2 separate regions of the Mus musculus genome follow, and region 2 is linked to region 1. A link is a contact called in public HiChIP or PLAC-seq data. All regions are on one chromosome and are shown on one strand. Each heading gives the region's core, a stretch centred on a gene start, on an enhancer-like site or on the middle of the called end of the contact. The rest is flanking DNA. Distances are from core to core; before and after follow the strand shown.

The links. HiChIP or PLAC-seq counts read pairs in DNA pulled down with a chosen protein or histone mark.
Region 2: an H3K27ac HiChIP or PLAC-seq map of embryonic stem cells shows a contact between it and region 1, with 4 times the contacts expected there. The contact joins two enhancer-like sites. A contact is called at or near these places in 17 of 39 promoter capture datasets (the 3T3-L1 cell line, 3T3-L1-derived adipocytes, the C10 cell line and 10 more), 6 of 15 datasets of contacts at CTCF or cohesin (the G1E-ER4 cell line, the NIH/3T3 cell line, embryonic stem cells and 3 more), 157 of 484 Hi-C or Micro-C datasets (3T3-L1-derived adipocytes, the 63-12 cell line, the AML12 cell line and 78 more), 12 of 115 datasets of contacts at active chromatin or transcription factors (T-cell acute lymphoblastic leukemia, astrocytes, bone marrow-derived dendritic cells and 6 more) and 3 of 9 other capture datasets (adipose tissue, embryonic stem cells and liver).

What each region holds. Positions count from the first base shown.
Region 1 is chr9:54,836,615-54,840,516 of GRCm38.p6, reverse strand. No RefSeq gene overlaps it. Among named protein-coding and RNA genes, the nearest start is that of Ireb2, 25 kb to the left of the region's middle. Within about 2 kb of position 2,541, at least 21 of the 459 cell types and tissues checked have an H3K27ac peak or open chromatin away from gene starts, as enhancers often do. A contact at or near this core is called in embryonic stem cells, where this site is marked.
Region 2 is chr9:55,113,327-55,117,177 of GRCm38.p6, reverse strand. No RefSeq gene overlaps it. Among named protein-coding and RNA genes, the nearest start is that of Ube2q2, 34 kb to the left of the region's middle. Within about 2 kb of position 1,822, at least 28 of the 459 cell types and tissues checked have an H3K27ac peak or open chromatin away from gene starts, as enhancers often do. A contact at or near this core is called in embryonic stem cells, where this site is marked.

The DNA of each region.
Region 1 (3,902 bases), core at 1,292-3,791:
ACGGTAAAGCAAATTCCTTTAACTAAAAGAATAGCAAAATTTTACTTTGAAACCTGTTTTGTGAGTTTATCTCTTTTAAAGTCTGGTAAGGAGGTGAACTGTTTCTTTCTAGGCTGGAGGCCTAGGAGAGTGAGGCCAGTGGCCTGAGTTTTACATATGAAAAGAATTGAGAAGGCAGCTGAAGCCTTGGGAAACAGGTGTTGCTTGCTGGTCTTAATGCTGGTTACTCAATCAACATCCTCAGAGATCAGAGAAGGATAAATTATAGCTGGAAGTATAATCTAAATGTTCCACATATCCATTAAAGTGACAGAGACATCCCCATTGCCTAAGAGAGGTTACCTTGGGCTCTGGTGGTCTCCATAGCTTTGTTGGGGCAGTAGTTGTAGGTCTTTCGCTTTCGTAGAGGACAGCATTTAGTCTTTAGCTGTAGGACAGAGCAGCATGACCTTCAACTGTCAGACCCAGCTCTGAGATTTTTCCTGTAGAGGAACTTTGGAACCAGGCAAGTAGGGTAACCAACACCAAAATGTCCAGTTTGTGCAGAGTCTTGGTGGCAGGTGAGGCATGAGGCAGATTTTCCCAGTAGTTAGCATTACCAGTTAAGAGCACTGACTGCTCTTCCAGAGGTCCTGAGTTCAATTCCCAGCAGCCACATGGTGGCTTACAACCATCTGCAATGGGATCCCATGCCTTCTTTTGGTGTGTGCGAAGACAGCTACAGTGTACTCGTATGCAAAAAATAAATTTAAAAAAAAGCTAAAAAAAAAAGCTAAACTAAACGGTTTATAAATTAGTAGCTTTTATAAAGTTAGAATTTTTACAGCTTTATTCCTGTTAAGTTTGAGCTTTAAAATTTGAAGATTAAATTGAAAATCCTTTAGCATTAAAATAAACCTGAATGAAGTAAGCTTTCTTTCTATAGTGCACCATTATAGACTATTATAGTTTCTTTCTTTTTTTTTTTTTTTTTTTTTTTTTTTGGTGTTTTCGAGACAGGGTTTCTCTGTATAGCCCTGGCTGTCCTGGAACTCACTTTGTAGACCAGGCTGGCCTCGAATTTCAGAAATCTGCCTGCCTCTGCCTCCCGAGTGCTGGGATTAAAGGCGTGTGCCACCACTCCCGGCGACTATTATAGTTTCTTGTATGCATTAGCTTTTCCAAACAGCTAAAGGTTAAGAAAGTGAGCAAAGACAAAGGAGCTACACAGATATCAGTGTGAACCTGATTGACAGATATCACTGTGAACTTGATTGACAGATATCACTGTAAACTTGATTGGCAGATATCACTATGAACTTGATTGACAGATATCACTGTAAACTTGATTGGCAGATATCACTGTGAACTTGATTGACAGATATCACTGTAAACTTGATTGGCAGATATCACTGTGAACTTGATTGAACCTGAGGAATTTACAAACATTGACTATCAAATATACCTTATTTACCAAGCATATAGTTACTTATTTAAATTTTCTAGAAGCCTAGTGTTAAACAACTAGCAAGGATATAAGTAGTTAGACATATAAAATATTTTAGTGATGTGTTGTGTTGTTTCCTTAGCAATAGCAAACTAAGGGCTCATTAGGACTGAGAAGTTTATCATTGTTGCTTTATACTATTTAGTCAGCCTAAGATGGTGAAGTCACATGGCCCTGTCATCTAAGGAAAGAAGGCTGCCAGCCATGTGGTTGCTTACATATTGATGAAGGTTATCTGCCAAGATGGAGGAGAGCCACATGGTTGCTATTTAGAAACATCTATTTTTTCTAAACAAGAGTCTAAGTTACATGTACAGTATATTCTAGACAAAAGTTGAATCACATAGCTAGTATGTGATCAATTATCTATTGCAGCAAATTAAAATTATATATCATAGACTTTAATTATAAACCTTTTGTTATAAGTCTAAAGCCAAATTTTGTTACAGATTTTATAGATTCTTAACCATATTCAATGAATTTACAAATCCCGAGATAGAGTTTACAGTATAGTCCTAAGAGATATTTTTAAGAGCAGACTGCAGAGAAATCATTTAGAGAAAAGATTTTTTTAAGAGTGGGAAGTTGAACCTTAGCGATAAGAGACTCTAGGATCCTTTGTTGTGGCAGAAGTTGTTACAATCTTTGAGAATTTGGAAATCAAGGGCGCCAATTTTTGGCCACTGATCTGTAATGAGGCCAAGCTGTAGTAATAAAATCTGATTCTTGACAGAGGAAGAGAGAAAGGGTCACAATTGACACCCTATAGGTGTTCCTGTAAGCTCCAGGAGGAGGCTGAGAGCTGAAGAGATGGGACTGCCAAGTTAGAGTCAGAGATAGCCAGGAGAGAGCAAGAGAGCATTGGTGTAGCAGACGGCAGGAGCCAGAGGGAGACCCTGTGGAGGGCACAGCAGGCCAGAGGGAGGCTGCTGCGGAAGAATTGGGCTCCAGAAATTGGAATCAGATTCACAAAAGATCTGTACACACCTTAGCGCAAGTGTGGTGTGGGATGGGGGTGGAGTTAGGTGAGCGGCTGGGTTCGGAACCTAAGCACCAGGGAGTACTGGTGTGCAGCTGCAGCTGGCCTCCTCCTTTGCTTTCTCTGCTCCTGCTAGCTCCTGCTCTTGCTCCCACTTTGCAACAAACTTACAGATCCATCAACCTTAACTTAAAGACATTTACACGTGCGGGGTGAGGGTGGGGAGAACAATGAGGCAAAACCAAACAGGGGTTGGAGTTTTCCCTTCCCTCATTGCTTGGCCACATTTGGACTGATTATCTAAGGGCTATTGAGGCCAGATTCAACTGTAAATTGTTTAAAGGTCCTTGAATTGGGCGCAGGTGTAGGGATCCGAGGCTCTCAGAGAGGTATCCTAAAGGAGAATCCAGAGGTACAGGTGATGCAATTTCCATGGTTCAGGTAGAGGGGAGGTCCAAGGCATCCCTAGCACCCAGGGGGCCAAAGGGGGAAGGCAGAAACTATTAAATGCACAAGCAGTTAATGGGGGCAAGGCTTAGCCTGGGCAAGCCTGAGGACAGACTCTGTGCCTAGTACCAAGACTTTTAAGTGAGTCCAAAAGGTGAAAACCAAGCTCAAAAATGAAGCCTCACCCAAGGGAAAAGATCAGTACTAGAGACTCAGGAAGCATCTAAGCTGACTGAGAGGGATCACCAACGTAATGGATGGAGGGCCAAGGTGAGGAGTCTGTTGCAGGCGAGCTGGAGATAAGAGATAGCGGCTCAGGGTGGCTTAGACCAATCCCCAAGCACACATGCAACGGGATATTCTCCTCACAGGCACCAATGTTAGTGTTTATGAGGCTGAATACCCTGGCAGGTCACACCGTGACACAGCAGATCCCAGGCAAGAGATTTGTGGGGAGGGGGATTCAAAAGGCCAGCTCAAGATAGGACAAGAGAGAGAGAGAGACAAGGACAGAGAAGGAGACAGAGAGAGGCAGACAGAGAGGGAAAGAGCAAGAGAGTGAGCTATGATCCTAAGAACATTTTAAAGGGTACACATGCTTCATTTGGCAGCTAGTGATGACATAGCTTTTGTGCTGAGTCACTGATGGTTGATTGGGGCTAATGAAAACAAAGTAAAATTCAGCTGATGAACGCTTGACTCTTGTGAAACAGTAATCTTTACATTCTGGGTTGTTTCGCTTATTATCCACAACTGTCACAAGCATCCTATGTCAGCTTGTGTTTTTCCATAATGTCAGAGTTTACTGAATAATAAAAATTCATAAAAGTACAACGGTTTTGTTGGCAGCAATTTGCCAAGCAGCACCTCTTTCTTTGATATTGAATAAATTGAACACATAGTTTTGCTCCAACCTTAATTACTAATATTAACTCTCAGATATCTTACATATAACATAGTAAATAACTCTACCTGGCTCTCTATATGTAC
Region 2 (3,851 bases), core at 573-3,072, 280 kb before region 1:
GTGTCAGATCTTGTTTCAGATGGTTGTGAACCACCATGTGGTTGCTGGGATTTGAACTCTGGACCTTCGGAAGAGCAGTCAGGTGCTCTTACCCACTGAGCCATCTCACCAGCCCCCACTTTTCCTTTTTTATTACTAGTGAAATTAAATACTATATGTACATTGGTGTGTATGTGTTTGTGCGTGTGTGTGTGCATGTGCACATACCCACGAGTGTGCCTGTGTGTAGCAATGCTACAGAAGACATGATGAGGTCAGAGGGTAACTTTTTTTTTTTTTTTTTTTTTTTTTTTTTTTAAGATTTATTTATTATTTATTATATGTAAGTACACTGTAGCTGTCTTCAGACACACCAGAAGAGGGCATCAGATCTCATTAAGGATGGTTGTGAGCCACCATGTGGTTGCTGGGATTTGAACTCTGGACCTTTGGAAGAGCAGTCGGGTGCTCTTACCCACTGAGCCATCTCACCAGCCCGAGGGTAACTTTCAATGTGCACCCCCACCTCCCACTTTGAGACAGAACCTGTATGCTGTTTGCTGCCACAGATGCCAGGCTCCCTGGCCTGTGAGGACCTTGGCGTTTGCTCTCTGCCCACTATCTTCCCAGGAGCTCTGGAGTTGCTGACACTTACATTACACATCTGGCTTTTCCGTGGCCCTGGGGTTTTAAATTCACATCCTCACACTTGTTTAACAAATGCTTCTACCCACTGTACTGCATTGCCTCTGTGTGTGTATGTGTGTGTGTGTGTGTGTGTAATATACATGTGTATGTGTGCTTGAGTATGTGAGTGTGTGTGTGTATGTATGTAAATGTGTGAGTATATGTGTGTGTATTCAAGTGTATGAGAGTGTGTATGTTTGTCAATTTCTTCTTTGCTGAATTGTTGATCCCTTTACTTGATCCATTTCTCATTAATATATTCATCTTTCCTATTGGTTGATAAGTATTTTTATAGAATATGCACATTAATAAATTTCATTACATAAAAGTCAAAACTATATGTTTCAAAAACACCAGAAAAAAAAGGCAGAAGAGATGCTGAGAAAAACCAAAGTGGCAATGGCTTAATTTTCTTTATAATGCCTGTTTTGAGTATTTAGCTTAAAAATTCTCTTATCACCCTGAAGATCACATAAACATTTATTTTCCCCTTCTGTTGATTGGTAGTGGGTTTATAGTTCTATATCAGCTAAACCCTTTAATTTGGGGTATGCAGCTTAAGACAATGATGATTCTAGCTTGATTTCTTTCCAGGCTGTTAAGTAGAATGTACTGAATAATTCTTCTCTTCTCAAGGATCTTTTGGGGGACTCTGCACATGGTGTACGTGGGTACATGTACACATGTGTTTGTGTGTGTTTGTACGTGGAGGCCAGAGGTCAACCCTGTGTATGTTGTTCCTTGGATGCAGTACATCTTTTGAGTCTCTCGATGGCCAGGGGCTCACCAATTAGGCAAGTGGATTGGCTGGGAGCCCTAGGGCCAATCATGTGCCATGCCAGCAGGCTTCCTATGTGAGTTCTGGGAAGGGGGAGGGTCTAATTCAGGTCCCTGTGCTTGGGCAGCATACACTTTGCTGACTGGACTATCTTGCCCTCTTCTTAGGGGTTTTATCTCCGGCTGTAATGTAAATACTCCAGACTCATGTTTGCTTCTGGACTTGCTATTCTTGTCCTGTCATCTTTTCCGACTTCTGACTCTGTCCCTGTTCCACCAAGGACTCCAGATTCTCTGGAACAGTTTGCATACTTTTGGAAATCTCTGCTCACATTCTTGCCCCCTGCACCACCCAGCAAATTCCTTCAGGCTAGGGTCCTGCCTCATTTCTCTTTGTGCTGAGAGAGCCCAGGGTAATGTAGCAGAGGCTAAGCATAGCAGTCAGCAGTATAGGAATGGAGCAAGCCCAGACATGAAGGTTGACAGCCTGAGCACCGTACGGGATGCCCCACTCAATTAGAATGGTGGATGAGCACCAAGTCATTTGGTGAATACTTGGGACACACATGAGCCTCAAGGCCAGCCAGGGGTCTCCACTAAAATGCTCAACCTCCTCAGCAACCCCGACCCACTTGCCCCAGATTCAAGATGACAAGTAATGGGTTTATGTTTCCTCTTTCACATGCCCAGTACTACTGTTAACATGGCTCAGCTGGAGATGCCAGCAACTGAGAGTGAGGGTGTGGAGTGTGGCCTTTCCATGCCTGCAGAGGCAGTGTTGCAGGCCCTGGAAGGGTGACTCACAGCCCTGGGAGAGGGAAGCAGGGCAGATATTCTGCAGTCCTACATCTGAGTCTGCACTCTCTTTAGCTTTTCTCTCTCCTAGATAGGGAAAATGGGGCTTAGCTCTCAGCTTATGACACCCACAGCTCCACTAGGGACACTAGGCAGGGAGAAGTGGCCCAACTGCTTGAAGTCACATTTGCACAGGCGATACAAGTCGGCACAGCCGATGCACTTGCTGCAAATGGCTCCTAGTTTACACCTCCCATACCCCCAAGCTGTAGAGCTTCTATAGTAAATGGAATACAAACAGGTACTTGTCTCGTGGGAAAGCTAACCTCGGGTTTAAGTATATGTAAGAAAAAAATCTAAGGAGGTGTGACAGCAGATATGAGGCATTCCCAACAAACAGCCAGGCTGGAGTCAAGGCTCCTCTCCCAAGACCATCCTCGGTGTCCTCTTATTGAAGGCCTCTAGAAAGGTGTTCATGCTGTGTCTAAAGCAATCCTGCCCAGGATTGTAGCTTTATCTGAGTCTATGTCCTAACTAAGATTGTCAGAGGCCTGAGACTTGGTGAAACTGTCTAGGCCTCTTTATCCTAAACTGTTCAAACTAAAAACAAAATCAAATCAAATATGGGGTCAGCAGGATGTCTCCATGGACAAAGGTATCCTCTGCCAAGCCGGACGACCTCAGCTCAATCCTCAGGACCTATGTGGTATGTTGCAAGATATTTGATCACACTGTGAACCCCAAGATTGTGTTACTTACTGAAAAAACCTTGTTTTGGCATGGCTCCCTAGCATGCACCTTTACTCCAGAGCTAAATGAAGTCAACTCTAGGTCAAGAGGCAGATCAAGCAACCAGCTGACAGGGAGTGAATGTAAATAAACAGAGGGTCTTTGAGATGAAGGGGATTTAAGAGAGTGTGGAGAAGAAGAGAGAGCCTTTTCCTTCTGGGACATCGGTAGAGTAGGAGGGCAAGCTATGTGCTTTCTCTGCCTCTCTGAGCTAGCAGGCTTTCTCCACAGAGTCTGCCTTCATTTGGTAAAACCGAATGGCTGGGGTTTGTGTTTTTATAAAACAATAGTGGCAGAGGAGAGAACTGGCCCCTCCTGTACATCGTACTCTGACCTCCACACACACTGTCCTGTGACCTCCACACTCTGACCTCTGACCTCCATACACACTGTCCTGTGACCTCCACACATACTGCTCTCTGACCTCCACACTCTGACCTCTGACCTCCACACTCACCTCCTCACACAAAACAAGTAAGTTAAAAACGTGACCAAAAGAGAGCTTTTCTAGCATATAGAAGACCCTGGGTTCAACCTGTGACTGCTACCCCCAATCCCCATTCCCAGTATAGCAAAAAGAAGATTTTCGGCTCAAATAGTCTCAAATGATGAATGATCTTTTTGCTGTGATATTTAACTCAGTTTGCCAGCATTTTTATTGAAAATGTTTGCATCCATGTCTGTCAAGAAGATCAGCTTATAATTTTCTTTTCTATGTGGTACTGAAACAGAGTTATTATCAACTCAAAAAAAAAAAGTGACCAAAAAGGCTACAGGAGTTAAGCTGAACTTCAACAAAGTGATACAAAGACCTACAGGGCAGC